Linked DNA regions of Mus musculus: region 1 is linked to region 2. A link is a contact called in public promoter capture Hi-C data. All regions are on one chromosome and are shown on one strand. Each heading gives the region's core, a stretch centred on a gene start, on an enhancer-like site or on the middle of the called end of the contact. The rest is flanking DNA. Distances are from core to core; before and after follow the strand shown. Region 1 has its middle 240 kb from the start of Gm20125. Region 2 holds the start of Vta1 (vesicle (multivesicular body) trafficking 1).

Region 1 (6,329 bases), core at 1,538-4,037, 2.6 Mb after region 2:
GGGTGAGTCAAATCTTAGACTGAAGTAGAAAAACAAAGTTGGAGAACTCACACCTACTCATTTCAAGTTTTATTATAAAGCTGCAAGAACGAATGATGTGGTGTTAGCCTGCCGATAAGACATATGACTTAGGAAAACTGAATAGAGTCTAGAAATAGACCATATTTATATGATCAGTTGATTTTTTTTAAAAAGTGTTAAAGGAAATCAGTGTGCAAAAGAAAGACTCTGTAACAAATGACAGTGTAACGTGTGAGCATTTGCGCACATGCGCGCACGCACACACACACACACACACATTCAGTTATTAATCTACATCATATAGAGAAGTCAACTCACAAGAATAATATTAGCCCAAATTTAAGAGCTAAAATTACATTACTTCTGGAAGAAAAAAATGATATTATCTTGCAATAGGTACAATTTTCATAGAGAAAAACAGGCTTCTTCAAATATACTGCCAATAAGAGAAAAAATGGATTATGGATTGAGTGAAAGTATTTTCAAAATCTGTACAGATATATCTCACATATGACTCAAAGTAAGCACAGACAAACAATTCAGATAGCATAATAATGAGACAATTATAAAGTGGATAAAAGCTTGAGAAGGCACGGCTCAGAAGTTATCCAAATTGAGAGTAGCATGTGATGGCACATACCTAAAATCTGTAGTACTCAAAAGGCAGAGAACAGAAGATCACTAAATAGAGGCCATTGTGAGTTATAAAGTGAAACCCTGTCTCAAACATAACCTCTCTCTCCTTCTCTCTCTCTAGATATGTGTATGTGTATGTGTCTGTCTGTCTGTCTGTCTGTCTTCCTGTTTGTGTGTATGCACACGTGTCTGTGAGCCTACGCATGTACACAAATTATCTAATATTAGTTTTATTCCAGTTTCATCTACTTGAAATCAGCCTATTTTCTAAAGAATAATCCAGTATTGAGAACTGTAGGCAGAGGGTTTCCAAACATTCCCTTTAAAGCGGGTTCAGTTCACACAGGTGTCCAGTAGAAGGGCTAAAGTTTACACCAGAATCTGAGAGGGATCCAGTTCAGAATTCATATATCCTTGGGGTGATGAAAAAGATCTGAGTTACTAGTGAGAAAGGCAGAGGGAGCTGGACTGGGCCTCAAACAAGAGACTGTTACTCATGTCCACAACTTGTGACTTATTTAGCCTTAGACAAGCTGTCAAGGAGAAGTCTCCGAGACACGGTGATATTTCTGATTTGAACATAAAGTTTCTTTGAGGGAAATAATCAAAAGAAAGAGGGACTACCCATCCAATGGGATTAGAAACAGACGAGGGCCTGGAAGCTTCCTTGGGGACAGATGTACTCACTGAGCAAGAGAGGAGGAGAGAGGGCCAGGTCGCTGGCTTTTTCAATCTCTTTGTCAGTGGATTATAGATGTAGCTATAAGTTTAACTGTGTTGCCTCATTAGCTGTGTGACTCTGGGCAAGTTCTTTCTGTCTCTGATTTTGGCTTCCTTTACTATAACATAGGGATGACAGTATAACTATACATGTGTCCTGAGTTTGTTTTCCCTGATTCTCTGAGCACTTCCCTGGTTTCATGTTTTGATGTGCCCCCTTGTTTTTATTGCTTTGGCTCCCAAGAGTATGTATAGAGGGGGTGTGTCTATATTGCTTTCATCTCCTTAATAAAATCCAAGCTTGAAGAGAGGAGAAAAATATACAGTGGACTCCTTGCATGTCCCTTTTAGCTGCTAGAATGTAGGTCCTATAGCACTGGACAAATACGTGCTAAACAAATGAGGTTGTTAAGACCCAGCCACAAAAATTCCCTCTGCTGTGGATCAATTACACAGAGTAGGAAGAAGCAGGGGTAGAATAATTTAGCCAGGGTCTGGGTGTTTATTTCCAGTTCATCTGTGGCTATATATAGGCTCTATTACAGTGAGACTGATAAAGGAGAGGTGACATTTTGGAAGGAGTGAAGAAAATTTGGGTATTACAGCCCAACATTTGTCTAGTCCTCAGTTGATAGCAATACACATTTCCTTCCCCCTGGCTAAATTTGGATCAAATGCTGGCTGAGTGCACAGAACAAGCCAGAAAGGCATTGTACCTCTATTTTGTGACATATGAGCTCCCTGCTTTAATCTCCCCTCTACTGTATAAAAGAAGATCTGAGGCTGTTAGCCTTCAATCCGGTGATTCATGCAGCTGGCACACAATAGATCCCACCTCTTTCCTCACTGCCACACAGTACCAAGCTAAACAAAATGTCTTAGAAAGCTCCAGTACATGGAGCTGGCCTGTCACAGCCCCTCCCCTCCCCTCCCCCAGTTCTCCCCTCCCTCACTTCTTCTTTTTTTTTTTTTTCTCTCCTTTCTTTTTCTTCTTGTATAGAGCAAAAGAGTCCAAATGCCTAGCACCTGCCTTTTTACTGACATTTCCACAAAGGTAAAGAATGAACCTTTTGTCAGCTCCATCCAAATGATCTGTTCTGAAACAATGAGATAAAACAGCCTGGGCCCCTCTCCCTGATACTCGATTATAGAGCAGAAGATTTTATTGATTTAATGAGGGATCGAGGTTTTTTGCCCAGCACCCCTTGTGGCAGAGGAACAAGTCTTACTGGCAGGTACCTCCGCAGAAACGCTTCTTTCAGATCCGTTGGGTTATTTTTTAGAAGTGCATCTTTCTGGTTTTGGCTCTGAGAAGACCCACAGCAAAACTTCCCGGGCTACATGAAGCAGTCAAACTGCCTGCAGTGATTTCAGTATGTATCTCCAGGCAGGGAGAGGCACAGAGGGGACGCTGCTCAGCGCTGCAGGGGGAGGTGGCAGGAGAAAGCAGTTTGAATAAAGAAGGAGAGTCAGGGAGAGGAGACAGAAAAAGAAATGACGTTTCTCTCTGCAAGAGTCTGTGTGCACACCTATTATTTCTCAGTGCTATCTGTGTCTATTTCGGCTCGGTCCCTAACCCCTCCTCCCTGCTCACCACCCTTCCGCTGCCCTTCCCCCTCCCAGTCCATTACCCAAGTTTGATCAGAGAAAAAAAAAAGTAGGGAAGGGGCTTCAGGCACTGTGGTCCCTGTGGCCCTTTCTCTGCACAGCTCCATAATCTTTTTGGCTTTTGTTCTTTTCCTCTTTGGGGGGTCTCATGATATTATTATTGACATTTTCATATGGTAATCATTTGAATTCTGTGTGTCTTCTTTTCTCACTGCCCTATTTTTTTACATAGCATCTGACTTCATTGTCCACTGAGCTGTGGTGAAAGGGACACTGCCAGTCACCTGCTGACCAAATTTAAGCAGCCATCTACTATTCAGACCAATTGTGCTGTTTGTTCATAGACTGGACAGCCAGAATTCCTGTTAATGCAAGCCTATGTCTCCATACACGGTGTACATTTATTTAAATAGATTTATGCATTCCACCCATAGATTAAACCCCCCACCACAACCACCATCACCACCACCAAACTCCCCCTGGTGTTACTGTTTCTCTGATAGCTAGCTTGAAAAGAAACAATTCCTAAGAGCTTGTGGTTTCCAAAAACCCAGCCCTTCCCCCCTGCCTTTCAGTTTACACAAAATGAGGGCCCGCCCCTCCCCCACAGCCTCTCTGCTCTTTGCCTCAAGCCAGTCTGAAAGCAGGGGGCAAAATCATTACTTCCCAATTACCTTAAGCCATGCAAGATAACCTCTCTCAAGGGCTGCTAGTAAAATATGCACACGGTTCCAGTGTCTAGACAGTTATGAAATATAGGTGAAGGGCTTGGCCGCTGCCGGAACCCTGATGCATCCCAAATGAAGTGCTTTTATTAAAGAAGTATAATCACCATGATAACTAATTACGTCAATACCACATAGTTAATTAAACCCATTATAGTTACTACTCCCTTGGGGGAGAGGTCAAATAAAGCCACTGTCTTCTTGATACTACTGTGATAACAAAAGAAGGAAAAATTAAGAGAAACAATGCAGATCTCTTGTCTTCTGCCCCCTACACACCCTAATATTCACTGTCTATTAAGTCACATAAGAGGGTTTCCAAGTGTAACTTATACCTGAACATCGCTAGGTTTTCAAAAGACCACTTCTGAACATACGTCTCCCTTGAGTATAAGCCTCCCAACTGTTGGCTTGAAGAGTGAATGAATGAATACCACTGAGGTTTTACTAATATCTTGCCAAGAGACATGATGGAGAGGAGGGCTTATGTTTCAGTTCATGCTAGTTTCACCACGAACACCAGGAATGTGGCCTTGTGCTCCCGGGCAGGGCTGAGTGGGGACTGTGGCAGCAACAATGAAGGTTAGGTATTAAAGCTTATTTGACAGCCTTTAAAAGCACACAGATTCTATATGCTGTGTTTCAACAGCAACCTAACCTCAGTGTGCCAGATGCCAAAAGGATTCAGATATGAATGTGGAAGCAGAATTGCCAAACTCCATTGCATATGACATTGGCTTTCAGGAGAATTTGAATATGCAGAGATAGAGAAAGAGATGGGGAGAAGAAAAGAGGGAAGGACATAGGGGGAGAGAGAGAGAGAGAGAGAGAGAGAGAGAGAGAGAGAGAGAGAGAGAGAGAGAGAGAGAGAGAGAGTGTTAGATGCTAATCTCTAGACAATAAAACCAAGATGTTTTGAGCCTCCTCATCTGGAAATTCACCAAGTCATTATATCAGTGTCCCAGTGCACCTTCTTCTCAAAGAAGTTCATTGTACATAGAACAGATTTGCATTTACTTCTGCTAATTGACAAAGAAAACTTTGTATAGAAAGGCTGGGCACAGAGAGGACAAATGTGGCCAGTCTGACCCCCTGCAGGAGAAGGCAGCCAAGCAGTAGAGAGAAGAGGTAGAAGAGGAAGGAGAAAGAATGCTTTGATCCTAGCGCGCAGGGTGTAGAGTGAGCACACTGATGTGGCAGGCAGGCAGCACACTCCGAGCCAGCTCTGACCCTGCTCAGGCGCAGGTCTAGAAAAGAGTCAAGAGAAGAGGAGAGTCCCAGGCACTGCGGAGCTCGGGAAGGCTCCAGGGACTCTGCTTGTTAAGACTGTGGCTGCTGCTAAGATAATCACCATTGTTATTTTCAAACTCCCAAAATTATAATATTGCTTCTTCTGCAAGATGGGCCTGATTATTTTCATGCATACTGGAGGCAAAGGCAGCACGCAAAGTTCACTTAGGTGCCAGGAAAGGCAAAGGTCAAGGGTTGAGCCTTTTATTTACCCAGTGCTAAAAGCTGATACATGTTTGGAAAGAAAAAAAAAGCTCTCATCTCAACCCTAAAACCTCCTTCTCGGGCATCTCTGCTCCCTTCCCAGATTTACCATGGCATTTGGTGAACCTGGCAGAAAAGACAAGTTGGGGGGGAGGGGGGGAATTTTCATAAGCTCAACTGTCACATCCGGGAGACTCCTTGTCACCAGTAACACTCCAAGTTCCCTTCCACCCCTGCCTTTGTCCTTGTAAATATTGTTAGAAATGCTTCTTTCTCTTCGCCCTGAAGGCCATCTCCATTCTGCTTCAGCTTCGCCTCTCCCTGACCGGTCTCCTTCCCTTATCACGTCAGAGTCCCCAAAGGATGCAGACTTTTGTAGCCGAAGGTCTTTCTAATCCATACTTTTCACCATCACCCTTCTTCTAAGAAGGCTTCTTCATAATTCAAAATCGATCTGAGAACCATAAGGAGACTTATTATGGCATCAGAAGGGCCATGAAATGTTACATGGACTTTCAGTAAAACATTACCTAAGGTTTTCTTGATGCCAGACTTTTTATCACACATACAATAATAGCATGTTCTTCCTTTCTAAAAGCGTGACTATGGTCATCTAAGAATATTCACTGAAGTCAAGCCCTCTCTTCTCATTTTTATCACTTTGTTAAAGGGATTTGGAGCAAATGATTTATCATGTTGTGGACTCAGTTTTATCATTTGCAAAATGATCAACCTCCTTGGCATGTCTAAGTTACATGCTGCTTTCCTTTTTTTTCCCCATTTGTACTTTATGACCTGACGACAATAACCATAGATACTGGCCATGCTACTCTTCAGAATAAGCTCTGAAAAAGTTCACAGAAAACAGAACCAGGGTGTTCAACTGATGGTCTCTGTAGGAACGTAAGGATCTGAAACTGAACCCAGAGGACATTTGATAGCATTCTGATCTCTTCTCAAGCACAAAGTAAGTATGCATCTAGTGAACGGAAAGTTTCTTCCACCATATTTAAAGACAAGAAAAGACCTGAGTACTTTGGCACTTCCATCTTTCTTATCAAACTAAAACTAAACTGATTGTCATCACTGTGTTTGGCTGTGTAGTAAAGCTCTAGTCCTCAGAGT
Region 2 (7,279 bases), core at 3,199-5,698:
ACCTTAAACACAGGAGCCTAGCACAGAACAGGCCTTGATATTTTAATGACATGACTCCAAGGTGTTGTTGATGTGCTAGTGAGCCAGTCCCAAGCTCTGAGCCCTGAGAGCACAAAGCTACCAGATTGTCTCTAGGATCACACTGCTCCCAAAACATGGCTTCTCTAGTTTCTGTGCTGATACTCATTGGTAAAAGGACCTGAGACTTTGTGCAGACTTTGTGAGACTTTGGCCTTGGCGACCACTGAACATTCCAGCTCTGTCACTGGGCCCACTTGTCAGTACTAGCAATTGGCCTATGCTTTCAAGGACCTCCAGAACTTCCATCAAGTGCCATCCTTACAGTGCTCCACAACTGAAGGACTTTATGGTGGATGTGAGCGGAGGCTTTAAGCTTCTCAGAGTCCTTGCAGGAGAAGAATCAGCACTGGAACCCTGCAGCAGCATTTCTGCCTAAACAACTGTTCACCACTCGGGAAGATGCCTATTTAACTTCGATATTATCACGATTTTATAAGGAATCTCTGTGCGAATAAACCAAGTGTATTCCAAGGACAAATCCTGTTTGGACATCCTCTTGCCAAACACCTTACTGCCAATAGGTCATACTTTCAGAAATGAATTCTTAGGCTGTTGTGTCTAGACTGTGATGATAAGAATAGGAACCAATACTGACAAAACTGCTTAGAATTAAGTGTATATACACATAAATAAATATGTGTAAGACTTGGAAATCTGAGAAAAACATTGGTGGACTGTACCAATTTCAATTTTCTGGCTGAGATGTCATATGGCATTTTTGGGAACAACAGGCTTTCTCTGTATTATTTCTTACACCTGCACATGGATCAAAACTGACCTCAAGAGAAACACTCGTAATTAAAAATGAACTTGCTGGCTGTGGGCTCTCACACCTGCAATCTCAGCATTCAGGTGAGTCTTGCTGAGTTGGAGGGAAACCAGAGCTATTGACTATGTTTGAAAAACCCACACCACCACAAGACAAACTTATGAGATTCATTCTTGGAATGGACAGATTTTTCAATTATGGTGTATTCACTATTTTACAATGAGTATGTTAAATAGTCCAAGCAAGTAAACAATAAATGCCTTAGTACTACTAAAGAGGGACAAAAATAATCTAATATATATTTTAGCATTAACTTCTGATTTAAAAGGAGAACAAAAGAGCAAGCAACCTAGAAATGTAAGACTACTAAGGTAACAACAACCAAACAAAATAAGAGAATTCCTATTAAGTCCAGGAATCACTTTTTAAAAAATTACTCAGTAATAAATATAACACAGAGAATGTATTTTCATTTCATATTCTTAGAAATTCCTAATTATAATGGTATCTGTACTAGAGATTCAAGTCAATACATAGTTTTGTTTCATAAGTATTTTATACACAGAGACTGCCGATAATTTGGTGTGTATATCTGTATCCTTCTGCAGGCATGTATGAAGGCAGGGATCAAAGATGGGAGTTTTTCTCGGTTGCTTTCTGCCTCATTTTCTGAGACAAGGTCTCTCACTGAACCTGGAGTTTATCCCCACTGGCTGGGTCATATGGCAGAAGGCAAGCTCCTTGTCTCTACAGGTCTCGCTTCCCAGACTCATGCTATCTTTTATGCAGGTGCTGGAGGTCTGAACTCAGTTTTCATGTTTGCATAGTAAGCAATCTCTAGAACCCAACTCTTTGGCGTGGGAGGAAAATTATATATTTCAATAGTCTGGAGCACGTGATAATATTTCTCCGTGAGAATTTTTTTACTTGTGTCATCATGTTGACATTAATAGCCTTTTTGGATTTTTACAGCATATAGGTTATGTGTGTAGGAATGTAACTTAAAAGGTTTAAAGATGAACTTAATACTAAGAAACTACCAGAACTGGGCAGAAAGATTTGAAAAAAAAAAAAACAGTACTCAGAAATAAAAAATGAATGTTGATGTTGATGTCAACTCAATAGCTGTGTTAAGCAACAGATATGTGGAAGAAAAGGCCTTAAGGATTTACACAGCATACCACAAATGAAATATATGAAAGCTTTAAGAGAAGACAGTTAAAAGGAAAAGGATAGCACACATGTAATAGAAACTTCACAAGAGTGATAATAAAATAGCATCAACAACAAAAGTTTCTATAGTTGATAAGAGATCCAGTTATAGTCTTAAGAAAGAAAAATCCCAAGTGAGGACACAAAAGAAATCAAGGCCTAGCAAACTGGAATGTATCCTAGCTACTGACAGACAATTTATATCAAGCATTTTGGAAAAAAAGACTTCTTGAAGAAAAACCAGACTGTGAACTGGGAGAAAATAGCTGCAATTCATGCAACAAAGGATTAGTATATATTATTAGGAAGTGACATTTCAATAGAAGCCTGGGCAAAAGCAACAAAAGGCAGTTAAAAAGAAAAGCACTTGCTTAATTAGCATGTGAATAGATGTTGAACCTCATTAAGTCTCAGAGAATTGCAAATATCACTTCAAAGAGACAGCATCCAGGGCCACCAAGTTAGCAAAAATTAAAACTTCAGTAACATCAAATGTGAGTACATGCATACCTCCTGTCGCTCCTTAAATTCTGTATGGATATCATGCAGGTCTCATAACAGAAACTGCAGTACAGCCATACTGACTTTGTCATAAAAATGCCCATTCATGACTAGGGAGAAGGGATGCTACTGAAATAGAAACACCCATAAAAACCAGATGACAGCAGGCAAAAAGGTGAGGACAAGCGTGGACTCCCATTTCAAGTTTACCTATGACAGGAAGCTGTAAGGCTTAATTTTAGGGGACTGACATGAGAAGCACTTCTCTTGTTTTTGTTTGTTTGTTTGGTTGGTTCTTGTTGTTTTAAACAAAGAAAACAGGGGAATCAAGCTTAGAACAAAGGGCAGGAATGACCACAATGACACAGGAAGGAAAAGATCCTGGGTAGTGACAAAGGTGCACAGTTACAGGTTCATGAATAAGGATTGGCTTAGAGGGAAACAAAGGGCCCTGGTTCACAGTCCAGAGCCAGCCTCTTTGTTGTATCCAACTTCTCTCTGGCTCTATACTCTCCAAATCCTCACTCCTCCTCTTTTAAACTTCTCTGTGGACCTTCAGACTTTTGTTCCTTTTAAAGGTATATTCTTCAGCAATTGTGCACAAAGGTCTGGCTTCCATTGTCAACTGAGCAATGTGTTTCTGAACACAGGAAAATGAGGTCCCCTCTACAGTACTGTGGCACTTCTATGCCCGTTCCTGAAATTATAAAATGCGTACTGTTCAAACGCCCCTCCTCTCAGTAGTCCTAGGACCACAGGAGCTGGGTTTTAGTTTTTTTTTCCCAGTACTTAGGAATGCTCGTCAATAGGTAAAAAGGCTCAATAATTAGGATATGTTTGAAGATCATCAAAAGAACAAGAATGGTGGGAACAATACTGGTATGATTTTTATAAAAATGAAGTATAGCCACCGAGTGGCTTGCAGAAGAGGTGGGAATTCAGATCATAAATCAAGTGGAGAATGGCAATTATTGGTGGTGGTAGGGGGACATCCATGCACATTTGAGAAATGAGGTACATACATGTCCACAAGGGAAGGCTTGACTTGGTCCAGATTTTTGCTAACAATGTCCACAACAGAGGACACATCATTTCTGTATTCTGAAAGTTCTTTAGAAACTCAGAGTACAGTCATTTCTTGCAACAAAGATAGGAGTATAATATTCAAATCATAGTTTACATAAAACTACTAGTCCTATCCACTTCACCAACTCTGCATGTCTGAACGGAGTTCAAACTGTGTCCTCTTCAGTAGTATATACATCTCAAACTAGGAATATTGGCATTAAACTTCTTAACTTTCAGGATAGCTAAAGGATGACTCCAAATTCTTACTGGTGGTAATGAGGAGTACGGAAAACAAGTCAAGAACAGTCAAATTCAAATTTTCAGTAGTAGCCACTGTCCACTGAACCGTCTGAGTTTCGGAAGGGACCTGAAAGCTCTCGTGATTAATGCACAGCTTTCGTTATGTTTTCTGTTAGTCTCCCTTCCCACCCATCTCTGGGAAACCTATGACTATCGAGGTTCTCATTCCCAGAAGAAAGAACAGCCGGGAGGCGTGTCCGAGGCTCTAAGCTGGAGAGACGGGGGTCCGGGTGTGGAGGGAGTCTAGTACTTGGGGTCCTCCTGGCCGAGCCAGAGGTCAAGGCTCAGGTCTGAAGCCAGGGGGCGGGGCGGGCCTCAAGAGCGGAGGGAGGCGCGGGGCGCAACCGGGCGGGAGAACGGGGACTCGGAGGGACTCACAGTAGTAGGCCACCACGGGGTCCCGCTTGTCATGCTCCTGCGCCGTTCTCAAATGGTGCTGTATGCTCTTAAACTGCGCGGGCAGCGGCGGCAGAGGGGCCAGCGCGGCCATCTCCACTCCCGGAAGCGCTACTTCCTACTCGCCGGTCACAGATACTTCCGCTTCCGCCTCCGAGCGGGCAATTCTCACCCACGCATCCGTTGCTGAGACGCTTGTCCGCGACGGGTGCCCGAAGGAGACAAACTTACTGCCTGGTTTAAGGCAGTTATTATTTGGAGAATGAGAGTCTCCTGTGTCGCACACGGCTCCAGCGCTCTCTGCTGGTAAGCGGAGATAGAGGTTTTAAATTTAACTTTTGTTTTTGTTTGTTTGTTTGCATGGAATGAATGAAAGAGAAGAAAGGGGAAAATAACGTAAAGGACTTTAACTGCGAGAAAGGAAAACTTCCCCTCCCCTCTCTTTATCTCATGCGTGTGTGTTTTGTTGGGAATATTCTGGCAAGCGTATATACTACTAAGCTACCTTCTCAGCTTTCAAATTTTCCTTCCCTTCCCTCCCTCCCTCCCTCCCTCCCTCCCTCCCTCCCTCCCTCCCTCCCTCCCTCCCTCCCTCCCTCACTCTCTCCCTTGTCTTTATTTTTATGAGACTGGGTCTCACTAAATTGCCAAACTAAGCTTTGGACTTGAAATCCTTTACCCAGGGCTTCCCAGTTAGTAGAGATTACAGACATATGCATATAGATGGGCCACAGTGGGTTTTTTTTTTTTTTTGGTGGGGGGGGGGGAGGGTGGGGTGGAGTGGGGGGTGGAGGTGTCATTAGTTTTAACAGAGAAAATGATCACAAAATAAAAATTTATACATTCACACACACAGAAGTACACGTTATAGCCTTTCTAGAAACTGTAAAGAGATACTGAAAACATGTACTTAAAGGAGATTGGAACTGGAAACAACCATTGCTTTTAGTTTAGAAGTTTTAAATTCTTATATGAGAAACACTATGTTTAAATACTAGATTAAAATTTGCATGTCCAAATACTGGACTGAATAGACAGTCCTTTTCAAACTTGAAAGGTAAACACATGCGAACTAATAAGAATTGAATACTTTCTCTGATATGGCTAGTGCTTGTTTTAGTGAACTATGCGAGTTGATTAGTGGAGGAAGATGATGAACATTAGGAAAGTATTAGTCTGTCTTACTACTTGACAAGATAGAGTCCAGGAGAGTCTGCACTTCTGACTTTATAGCACACCCCACCTTTTCTTTATAGCAGTGATATTTATTTATTTATTTATTTATTTATTTATCTATTGCCACCTCTCCATTGCATAGTATCATCCTTAAGGACTTACATTTCATTTGAACTTTCCTGTATTTTTTTTCTTTTTGTTTGGGTTTTATTTGTTTGTTTGTTTTTTGTTTTGTTTTTTTGAGATAGGGTTTCTCTGTATAGCCCTGGCTGTTTTGGAACTCACTTTGTAGACCAGGCTGGCCTCAAACTCAGAAATCTACCTGCCTCTGCCTCTCAAGTGCTGGGATTAAAGGCGTGCCCCACCACCGCCCGGCTGAACTTTCCTGTTTTTTCAACGCCAATATTGGTATATAGTGTTTGCCTTATGTGGTTTACCACCAGAGTAACACTAGTATCACTGAATGAAAATGGTAGTGTTGCTTCCCTTTTTATACATGGAATGGCTTGAGACGTATTGCTATAGGTTCTTCCATAAAGATTCACTAAAATTCAATAGTGTCAGGCATGGTGGTGCATACCTTTAATCCCAGCATTCTGAAGGCAGAGGTAGGTGAATCTCTGGGGTCTAGGAAAATATAGTCTTCAGAGGGAATTCCAGGACAGCCAGGAACTTGTCTTGGGGGAGTGGAGGGACATCTAGTAGTAAACATTACTAGCTTATTCATTCATTCATTCATTCATTCATTCATTCTTGCTTTGTGGACAAACTTTTGAAAAAATATTGCTTCATTTTAATTTCTGGTTGCGAAATTTTTAAGTTGTCTAATTTTTTTTGCCTTTATTCATTCATTTATTTTAAACTCAGCAAGGGCTCATTTTGATTAGAAGAAATCTATCATTGCTATATCCTGTTACAGTAATTAAAATCTGATTCATATTCATACATATTCAAGTTGCATCCTTTTTTCTTTTTTATTAAACTAATAAAATTTATTTTAAAATATACAACTCAATATTGATATTTTTAAGTCATCAAAATAATTTATAATAGTTAAATGCCTCTTAAGTATACATAATGTCTTCTGAAGCTAAAAGTAATATGCACTAAACCACATTTAAAAAAATCTATTTGTAACATTAAATATGATAGAAGTAGAAGAAATTCTTTATGAAGTCCTCTATGAAAGGAAATTGTGAAAAGTTCCTGCTTAGATAGAAACCATTTCATTTCCAAGGGAAAATAAGCAGTGTAACTATGACTTCATAGAATGAATTGGGTAGTGTTCCTTCTGTTTCTATTTTGTGGAATAGTTTGAAGAGTATTGGTATTAGATCTTTTTTGAAGGTCTGAAAGAATTCTGCACTAAACCCATCTAGTCCTGGACTTTTTTGTTTGGGAGACTGTTAATGACTGCTTAAAATTTTCATTGTTGGGCTGGGGTGGTGCACACCTTTAATCCAAGCATCCAGGCAACAAAAGCAGGCAGATCTCTGTGAATTTAAGGCCAGCCTGCTCCACAGACTAAGTTTCAGGACAGCCAGGGCTACACAGAGAAACACTGTCTCAAAAAACCAAAAGTATGGGCTGGAGAGATGGCTCAGTGGGTAAGATCATTGACTGTTCTTCCAAAGGTCCTGAGTTCAAATCCCAGCAACCACATGGTGGCTCACAACCATCCATAAGGAGATCTGACTCCGTCTTCTGGAGAGTGTCAAGTTGCATCATTTAGTCAAATGATTAGAGTAATATATTGTGTAATGTCTGTCGAACATG

Evidence for each region. Promoter capture Hi-C pulls out the DNA fragments that hold promoters and counts their contacts.
Region 1: a promoter capture Hi-C map of hippocampal neurons shows a contact between it and region 2, with 4 times the contacts expected there. The contact joins the enhancer-like site here to the promoter of Vta1 in region 2. A contact is called at or near these places in 3 of 39 promoter capture datasets (the 3T3-L1 cell line, hippocampal neurons and liver) and 1 of 115 datasets of contacts at active chromatin or transcription factors (astrocytes).

The regions. Positions count from the first base shown.
Region 1 is chr10:17,328,929-17,335,257 of GRCm38.p6, forward strand. No RefSeq gene overlaps it. Among named protein-coding and RNA genes, the nearest start is that of Gm20125, 240 kb to the left of the region's middle. Within about 2 kb of position 2,788, at least 98 of the 459 cell types and tissues checked have an H3K27ac peak or open chromatin away from gene starts, as enhancers often do. A contact at or near this core is called in hippocampal neurons, where this site is marked.
Region 2 is chr10:14,701,041-14,708,319 of GRCm38.p6, forward strand. Vta1 (vesicle (multivesicular body) trafficking 1) reads right to left here and starts at 4,449. Exons shown (of 8, transcript NM_025418.3): 1 at 4,310-4,449. The coding sequence starts at 4,421. 1700016L04Rik (RIKEN cDNA 1700016L04 gene) reads left to right here and starts at 4,569. Exons shown (of 6, transcript NR_045824.1): 1 at 4,569-4,633.